Linked DNA regions of Mus musculus: regions 1 and 2 are each linked to region 3. The links are chromatin contacts, called in public HiChIP or PLAC-seq maps. All regions are on one chromosome and are shown on one strand. The core of a region is the stretch at or near the end of the contact, and the rest is flanking DNA. Distances in the headings are between cores, read along the strand shown.

The links. HiChIP or PLAC-seq counts read pairs in DNA pulled down with a chosen protein or histone mark.
Region 1: an HNF4G HiChIP or PLAC-seq map of pancreatic cancer cells shows a contact between it and region 3. The contact joins two enhancer-like sites. A contact is called at or near these places in 3 of 115 datasets of contacts at active chromatin or transcription factors (embryonic basal ganglia, memory CD8 T cells and pancreatic cancer cells).
Region 2: a contact with region 3 is called in a FOXA1 HiChIP or PLAC-seq map of pancreatic cancer cells. The contact joins two enhancer-like sites. A contact is called at or near these places in 2 of 484 Hi-C or Micro-C datasets (cerebral cortex and embryonic stem cells), 4 of 115 datasets of contacts at active chromatin or transcription factors (bone marrow-derived macrophages, embryonic basal ganglia, memory CD8 T cells and 1 more) and 1 of 9 other capture datasets (embryonic stem cells).

Annotation. Positions count from the first base shown.
Region 1 is chr13:45,717,195-45,720,455 of GRCm38.p6, forward strand. All of the region lies in intron 5 of Atxn1 (ataxin 1), which reads right to left. Among named protein-coding and RNA genes, the nearest start is that of Gm34582, 190 kb to the left of the region's middle. Within about 2 kb of position 1,752, at least 56 of the 459 cell types and tissues checked have an H3K27ac peak or open chromatin away from gene starts, as enhancers often do. A contact at or near this core is called in pancreatic cancer cells, where this site is marked.
Region 2 is chr13:45,819,196-45,822,481 of GRCm38.p6, forward strand. The region is part of intron 3 of Atxn1 (ataxin 1); the gene reads right to left. Among named protein-coding and RNA genes, the nearest start is that of Atxn1, 140 kb to the right of the region's middle. Within about 2 kb of position 1,501, at least 78 of the 459 cell types and tissues checked have an H3K27ac peak or open chromatin away from gene starts, as enhancers often do. A contact at or near this core is called in pancreatic cancer cells, where this site is marked.
Region 3 is chr13:46,159,986-46,162,806 of GRCm38.p6, forward strand. No RefSeq gene overlaps it. Among named protein-coding and RNA genes, the nearest start is that of Gm45949, 100 kb to the left of the region's middle. Within about 2 kb of position 1,511, at least 78 of the 459 cell types and tissues checked have an H3K27ac peak or open chromatin away from gene starts, as enhancers often do. A contact at or near this core is called in pancreatic cancer cells, where this site is marked.

The sequences.
Region 1 (3,261 bases), core at 502-3,001, 440 kb before region 3:
AGGTAAGAAGATAAGTTTTGGGGGTTGGGGTGGGAGGAGGTCAGCTCTCTTCTTCCACTGTGAGCTCCAGGGATGGAACTTAGGCCATCAGCCTGCACTCTGCAAACACTTGAATCTGCCAAGCCACCCTGCTGACTCCCCAGTCTTAACTAGTGCAAAGTCCTCTCACACAGTACCCAGTCCCCTCACAGGGTGCCCAGTCCCCTCACATGGAGACAGTCTCCTCTATGACTTGATTCTTTATTTCAGAAGACCCCAAGTTTGATGTCCCCCAGACTCATGATGCTCAGGCAACAAAGGAGAAGTGACCATTCTCAGCACAGGCCCAGGCATTGTAACATGCTCTCCCTCAGCAATTGAGACTTCGTGTCTCTCTTCTACTTAAAAAAAAAAAGGCCAAGATATCCCACAGTTCTGTATGGCTGGACACTAGCTAAATTCCAAAGGATGCTGATTTAAATTCAGCCTGTTTTTCTAGGCAGTAATTCTCGTTCATGTGGCTTTCGCCCAAACTAACCTCAATGGATAAAATGTTCATCTTACAAGCAAAAAGACCTGAGTTCAATTCCCAGAACTTACATAATTTAAGCCAGATGTAGCAGCACATGATTTGAATACCTCTGCTAGGGAGGCAGAAACAAGGTGGATGGACCCTCCAGGGCTCATTGGTCAGCCAGCCTAGTCTACTTGGAAAGCTCTAGGCAATGAGAGAGACTGTCAGAAAAACAAGGTGGATGGCTCCTGAAAAATGATAGCCAAGGTTTAATTTTGGCCTCCATAATTATTTATATGCATTAACAAACAAACAAACAGATGAATAAAAGTAGTCAACTAGAAGATGTATGTAGATAAGAAGAAGACACAAAAAGGTATTTTCAGCCAACCTTCAGGATATCTATGAATATACAAACATGCATGCACATGGACACATCCACACCAAACTTACTATCTTAAGTGTTTCTCACTCCTTTACATTTTCATGTATGGGTGCATGTATGTGCAGATGTGTGCACCCACCTTAGCTTTCAAGGCAGGGCTCACTGGGACCTGGGTTTGCTGTTCTGGCTATGCCTGTTAGCCCAACTCTGCCTCCCTGGCACTGAGATTACACGTGGATGCCACTCTGCCTGGCTTTTTGTGTGGGTGCTGGGGGTCAAACTCAGGTCCTCCTGCTTGTGTGACGAGAACTGTATGGACTGAGCCATCTCCCCAGCTTCGGTGCCACCATCTTGAGTGTGCAGCTCAGTGGCCCTCAGTGGATTCACAGTATTGTATACAACCATTATTATTAATCCAGAACTCTCCATTTGGCAAAGCTCCAATTCTTGAACATACATACATCTAAACAGCTGGTCAGAGAGAGGGGTGTCCAGACTGTTTCCCTCCTGTTCCCACCTGGTGTGTATATTGTGTCCTTCACCCCTTTTTTGGACATGCTTTATTGAGAAATGGGGTACCTTTGGTGGAAATGAGGGTCGGTGAAGCTTGCCTACTTGCTTAGCAGTGTGCCTCCAGTTTGGGTTACTCAGAGTGAGTTTTCTGTGTTACTTTCCTAAAGCCCGCACTGATTCCTGGTCCTGTGGATCCCCAGAAGTCAGCCTTGACCCCTGGGATTTCCTGGGCTTTCCCAGAAAGCATTGCTTTTTAAACAGCAAAACCTGTGTGAAATAGCAGGACTGGAATGCATGTGTTTCCTCCCAAACAAACAAACCATTCCCTCCTGGAGTGAGATGCGGAAGCTCACAAGGACTTGGGGAAACTTAGAAGTCTCCTCTGAGGAGTCAGATGACAGTCAGTCATTGTGAATGGGAGGAGACTCCTTGCTGAAGCTGTTTGTGAATCACGTGGGGGAATGAAGTGATGTCATCCTGAGGAGGAGTCATTACCTATGCTGGGATGGGCAGGAGCCACTCCTGTCCTGTGAGCAACCCCAGTGGGCTTGCTGCTCCAACAAGCTAGACTCAGGTGGAAGTGTATCTTTGGTCTGCTCACCAACGCCCCATCTAGCATGGTTAGGTGCACATTCACTTGTTCATATTTCCCCAGGAAAAGGCACATGCTACAGCTCTTATGCTACACATATAGCTTGTGTATGAGGCCACATGATTTGCTCATTTTAGCACTGTGGAAACTATGATTCATTTTATATACAGCACATATATAAAAGAGCAGTAATACCCCACCCCCATGGTAGAAAACTTATCATTAAATGCTTAGTGTATCTTATCAAAATTGGTAGCCCTAGAAACCAAGAAAGCTTGCATACAGTACTTAAGTTTGCTCATGATGTTTGAGTCTTTAATCTTACATGTAGATAAACATAAAACAAAGAAGGCAAAGGAAGTGGAAAGGCCCATAAACTGTTCTGGAGAAAGGAAAGGCCCAGGTAGAAGGAAGCAGATAACCTGGACACCAGATCTGGATGTAATAGAAACTGTTCCCCCCACATATCTCCATTACCCTTATCCATGTTCAAAATTACGTAGTGGTGAAAAGCAAACCAGGCTATTCATGACACCCTCTCTGGACCAACACGAACTGCTCTGATTCTGAAGCTCAAGAGACCTCAAAGACAAGAGTTGATGAAGAGTCTATTTGGGGAGTGGCTGGCTGCATCCTATAGACCAGGAGAGCCTACTTCCTCCTGTGCCCAATGGTCCTGCTTCAAGTTCTGCAACGTAAGTTCTGCTTCTATTTTCCAAATGAAATAATCATGTCCTATTTCTTTTTTTTTTTTTTAGAATTAATTTTTTTATTAGGTATTTTCCTCATTTACATTACCAATGCTATCCAAAAAGTCCCCAATATACTCCCCACTCCTCTACCCATCCACTCCCACTTTCTGGCCCTGGCGTTCCCCTGTACTGGGGCATATAAAGTTTGCAAGTCCAATGGGCCTCTCTTTCCAGTGATGGCCGACTAGGCCATCTTTTGATATCATGTCCAATTTCGTACCAGCATGTGACACCCTCTAGAAGCCTAGACCACCGAAAGGGGGGCCAAATTTAGTCAGACTTCATTGAAAGTTTTGGTGCTGAGGTTGTAGTTCAGTCGGTAGAATGTTTGCCTAGCATGCATCCTGATTTGATCTCCATCACTGTGTACCAGAATAACAACAACAACCGCCGCTGCCACCACCACCACCACAACACACAGGTACATACACATATACACACACAGCAAAGAAGGGATGGTGGCTTATGATTGTACTCCCAAGACTTGGAGGTAAAGGCAAGATGGTCAGAAATTCAAGATCCTTCT
Region 2 (3,286 bases), core at 251-2,750, 340 kb before region 3:
AGTAAACACAGGTTTTTTAAAACACATACACACACACACACCAGCCAAGATGGAGACCTTCATTTCTGAGGATCCTAGGACCCTGAAAGGCATGAACAGCATAGAGAGGCAAAGTAGTAGCTCACACATGTTATCCATACACTTGTGAGTGTGAGTCTGAGACTGAGAAGTTAAGTAGAAAGCAGGAGGATTGCCCCACGTGTAATAGAAACCTGGAATATGTAGTGAGTTCAAGGGCAGCCTGGGATACAGAGTGAAGAAATGCTTAGTGAAAAAAAAAAAAAAAAAAAAAAGGACTAGACAGGTGGCTCAGCAGCTAAGAACACTTGCTGTTCTCCCAAAGGACCCAACTTTGATTCACAGCACCCACATGGTACCCTAATCTGTAATTCTGGTTTTAAGGGTTCTGAAACCCTCTTCTGGATCCCATTGGCACTGCATATAGGTGATACCCAGTCATGCAGGCAAAACACACACAGTCACATACACATATACACATATATACACACATTATATATACATACACATGACATACATATGTACACATACATATACATACATACACACACACATATATATATATATGCACATATATCCATATCCATATACACACATTATATAGGCATACATATACACTATGTATATATACATATATACATATGTATATATATATATATATATATACACATACACAATCCTAAACAGAACATGATTCTTTGCTATAAAGGTGAATTCAAGGAATTAAACAAATGATGATTTGATTGTATGAAAAGAAGATCCTCTACGCAGCAGCAAATGAATATATATATATATATATATATATATATATAGAGAGAGAGAGAGAGAGAGAGAGAGAGAGAAAGAGAGAGAGAGAGAAGAGGGAGGAGGCGAAAAAGCAACAGATAACATGAAGCCTTTAACAGAGCCATTCTGAATAGTGTTAAGTCAAACCAGGTCCAAAGATGTGACTGGCAGAGAAACCAGGTAACTCAAGGAGCATGGGCTGCTGATAACCAATTGGCTAACACAAGACCTAAGAATGAGTTTCAGCATACAGGGAACAGATGGCTCTACAGCTAGGTAAACAAGTTCTTAACCTGTGTGTCTCTGCCACTTAGGCGTTTTTGTTTTTTTTAATCAGATATCCTGCATATAAGATATATACATTACAATATCAAAATCACAGGCATGAGATAGCAACATGACAGTATTATGTCTGGGGGTCACCACAACATGAGGAACTATATTAAAGGGTCACAGCATTAGGAAGGCTTTGAACCACTAGTATAGAGGGAGATTAGCTAGGCAAAAAGAATGGGCTCTATCAAGGGTACTGGGGCTTGGTCTGGGTCTGTCTGGGGCTAAGTGATTGTGGAATTTGCCTGGCTCCTGTGAGCCCCTGGGCCTCCCCCTCTGCACCAAATCAAAAGGAGCCAGGAAGGGATTTGGTACAGCCCAGTTAAGGACGCCAGCATTTATCCAGCCCACTGGCCAGCCCTGCAAACATTCCAGGAGGAGTCTTTGCAGTGACTCATCCGGACCTGAGGCTCCACTATAAAGGGTGACCACCTCAGCTTCTAACAATAGTTGTTTTATTTTTAACTTCAAAGCTGGCCCTTGTAACCCAGAACAAACAAAAGAGAATTACAAGAGTAAATGCTGCATGCATTGCTAACCGTTTCCAGACATCCAGGAGAGGCCCTCGTCTGCTTTTTCCTCTTCCCTGTTATTTCAGTACATCTCACAATGTAGAAAGTGACAAATGAGCGCGGGTCACATGTCAGCACCGGCTCAGACCCAAGGTCATTAGACGCCATTCGACGAGGCATGATGCGACATACATTGCAGAGATAATGCTACCCCGTGGATCACCTGGGAACGCTTCCTCCTTGAAACAGGTCTGCAGCTTTTGCATACCAACAGAGCTTTAGAGCCTAGACAATGCCAGGAGCTAGCCTCCAGTGAGCTACAGAGGGCTGGCAGCAACCCAGGCTAAAATGGGGGCGAGCAGCGGGGAGACCTTTGAACATGCAAATAGAAATGATCCTAAACAGAACATGATTCTATGCTATAAAGGTGAATTCAAGGAATTAAACAAATGATGATTTGATTGCATGAAAAGAAGATCCTCTATGCAGCAGCAAATGATGGATAGCAAAATGGAGCTGTCGGGCAAATGGCCCTGATGACAGACACAATGACTTTGAATTATAGTCCCCATTACTCACAAGCTGAGCAAATATGGTCAAGTTATTTACACACCGAGCCTCTGTTGTTTGACTCTGCAGAACGTAACTAGTATTAGCACAGAATTACTGGGCCAATTGAATGGCACATACACTCGGTATATAATTATTGTGCCTCCAGACACATGAAGTCTAGATCCAAACTCTGGAGATACAGGTTTGGAAGAAATAGGTACTGCTTTGCTTACATAGACTGTTAAGCTTCTCTCGAATAAATGGAGATGACCGAGTATCTGTCCATGCAGCAGTGAGAAACTCAGCCAGTTGAAGGGATACCATGACCAATGCAAGTCTTTTAAAGGACAACATTTAATTGGGGCTGGCTTACAGGTTCAGAGGTTCAGCCTGTTATCATCAAGGCGGGAGCATGGCAGCATCCAGGCAGGCATGGTGCAGGAGGAGCTGAGAGTTCTACATCTTCTTCATCTGAAGGCAGCTAGTGGGAGACTGTCTACCAGGCAGCTAGGACTAGGGTACTAAAGCCCCACTCCCACAGTGACACTCCTACTCCAACAAGGCCACACCTCCTAAGAGTGCCACTCCCTGGCCCAAGCATATACAAACCATCACAGGGTGTAATACTGGAACTTGGCAGAGGGTGTTATGTTAGAGTAAGACAAAGATCCTGTGGCAGGATCATGCATCTATCAAGTGGGATATTTATAAAGACATTATCTCAGAACCTAGAAAAGCATGTGCTTTGGGTTATGTCCTGATGATGCTGATGTTAGTGATGCTGACTGAGGGGATGCTGATGGTAATAATGCTGATGTTGATAATGGAACTGATGATGATAATGATGTTGATGGTGATAGTAGTACTGATGGTGGTGCTGGTAAGGACAGTGGTGATGGTGGTGATGTGTTGATGGACTCATCACAGCCCAACCGGCAAATCACAGAGCTAGAAGAGGCGTGGACCACGTTAGCTGAAGCGGTGAGTGACATGATCAGTGCCGAGCCCATAAAGCACTGATTAGGACGCTAATTTTCATTTATTAAAGCTTGCTGCTCTATTTTTAGATACAGCCTTCAATCTAC
Region 3 (2,821 bases), core at 261-2,760:
TAGCATCGTTCTCTGGTGCTTGATTTAACCTCATGCTCTGTTCATCGTGGACCCTAAATATAAAAATCTGCTGCTAATGTTACCAGCAAGAGGTCACATGGAGTAATTGACCTGGAAATGAAATTTAAAGTGATTAAGGGCTACGGAGGTGGAAAATCGATGATGGTTATTGCTCTCCAATCAAGCATGCCCCAGTTTGCAGCTATGGTCTTGAAAAATGTGTACAAGGCGATCGAAGCTGTTTAAGGATCTGATTTGTGGAAGGCAATGGAAACTGGAAGCTGAGGGTGGTAATCCTAGCACTTGGGAGATAGAGACAAGAGGATCAGAAGTAGAGAGTCATCCTTGGGGAGTTCAAGGCCAGCCTGTACTCTCTGAACCCCTATTTCCCAAACTGGAAAACTACTCAGATGAGGTGCTGTAAGATTTGGAGGAGCCCCCAATGGCCTGGATGGAAGACCAGACAGAGCTACATTGTATCTCAGCGGCAAGACAATCGGGACCCCTTTCTGCCTTGAAACTGGACCCACCCACAATGTCGAGGTTCCAGGTGGTTTGAGCTAGTCAAGGAATGTTATTTTGTTGCTCAGTGTCAGAATGAACAGTGGGCCTCCCAGGGCTGGTGGCTCTTGGATACTCTGGGGAAGCTGATTGGGGGTAGGGGGTGGAGCTACTTGCGGAACATGATCTTTCATATGGACGATACCTCTCTGTTCTGAAAATGGAGACCTGAGAGCAGCCCCATTCACAGGGAGGTAGAGTTGGTGGCCACTTCAAGGCTTTAAGGCAAGGTGAGAGACTTCTTTAAAAGTAGTGTTGTTACAGGGCTGTAAATCAGGGCTCTTTGTGACCTGGCATGGTGAAAACCCCAGGATCTTCTAGCATAGCCTCCCAGTGTGACAATACACACACTACTGGTGGCCTGCAGGGATAGAGAGAGAGAGAGGGCAAAGGCAATCCAACTCTGCTCCCAGGTGTCCCTACCGACTTGCTACGCCAGAACAAGAAGACCATTTGGAAAGCATAGTTTCTCGATGTCTTGCTTGTCTAGATGTGTGTACACAAGTTGGCTCAATGATGTCCTGATGCTGCATTTCAAACTCAGTAACATGTGACTCTACCCTGGACCTGCACCAGGCACTATACTCTAAGGACTTTGTGTCTAGCCACACCTGTGAGGCGGGGGTTGGGGGGGGGTGGGGGGCTAGGACTATCAGTCCCATTTCATATGTGAGCAAGCTGAGGTACAGAGGGCTTAACTCATGGCTAATCAATGCCAGAGCACAGGGAGTCCAGCTGCACATGCTCATGAATACAGCCTTTTGATCAGGGTGCCTTCCCTTTGAAGTTGGCCAGCAGGTCTAAACGCTACTTTAGAAACTGCCGGTGGCATGCTTGAGCTTGCTTTTAGGGGGGTTGGCAGCCAGAACTTCACTCATCCACACTGTGCTAGCTTGCTTCCCAGCATCTGCACACTCCCTGGATGTTTACAAGTGACACGGCCACTTGAATGAGTCACTGTCAACTCCCATCGGCATTCTGCCCGCCCCCTAAATGCCCACAGGACACCATGCTAGGCTCTCAGCCACGCAAGGCTCATATTTCTCTGAGCTAGAGCTGCCTTCATTTCTTCCCTTCCCACCCATCTACAGCATTAGTCCGATCTCCCAACTTACTGCTTCATAGTGGTGCTTTGGGCTCATGAAGTCTCTTAAGTATGATCTGATCACTGTCTCTACCTTAAGCTTGGCCCATTTGCTAGGGCTTATTATGCAAAGGCCAGCGCTGTGCCCAGCTCAGAAACTCCCCGAGGATCATAGGAGTAGCATGTGTGTGGAAATCTTTCTCCACACATCGCTGATCTGAGGCATAATCTGTAAGCACGCATATACATTGCACTCAGTGGTCACATGCTCCCCCTCCCACTTCGGGAACACTGGAGCTGGGAAAAAGCAATCAGAACCTGGGCTGGGGCTCTTGGCGGAGAAGCAGAAGATTTCAGGTGAGCAGTGGATGCAAAGAGCAGAGGCAGTGACCTTTGTGATTCGCAGCGCTTTCTGTTCTGCAGCTTGCACGGCAGGGACCCTGACATCAGAAGCTCTGATGGCCCGAGGCTGTGTTGGAGAGAAAAAGAAATAAAGACAGCCTGCCCTACTTCCAGCTTGTCTAGTAATCCATGTGCAGTCGGGAACCTGGGCCGGGCAAGAGTGTGTGGATGAGCGACCTCTAGTGGCTGCTATTGGGAAGCGCTTCCCCTGTTTTGAAGGCTGCAAGATAGGTTTGTGTCCATCCTCAGCTGCGTGGTAGGAGGATTTAGATGAATATATAAACATGCAAACTTAAGGAGCTTATCCTTCGGTCTGAGGAAGTCAGAAGAACACACAGCTTCTCTACTGAGAAGTAGGAACTTCTGAGGAGGCAAAGTAGGTAACTCAGGAAGCTGAATCCAGAGGGATGGGAACTGTAGAGGACAATTGGAAGGCCACCTTGGATAGGAGAATAGCCCAAAGCAGGCAGGAGGGGAAAAGAATCCCTGATGACATGAAAAAGAGATTTCACGTGAAAAAAATCAAGTCGTCTGAGGTATATTGGGTTGCCTGTAAAATAAGCCTGGGCTGGGAAAACAGTTCTTCACAGCCTCTGTGTGTGTGTGTGTGTGTGTGTGTCTACGTGTGTGTGTCTGTCTGTCTGTCTGTATCTGTGTGTGTGTCTGTATGTCTCTGTGTGCCTGTGTGTGTCTTTGTCTGTGTGTCTCTGTGTGAATGTGTGTGTCTCTGTGTGAATGTGTGTGTGAATGTGTTTTTGTGTGTATGTCTGTGTG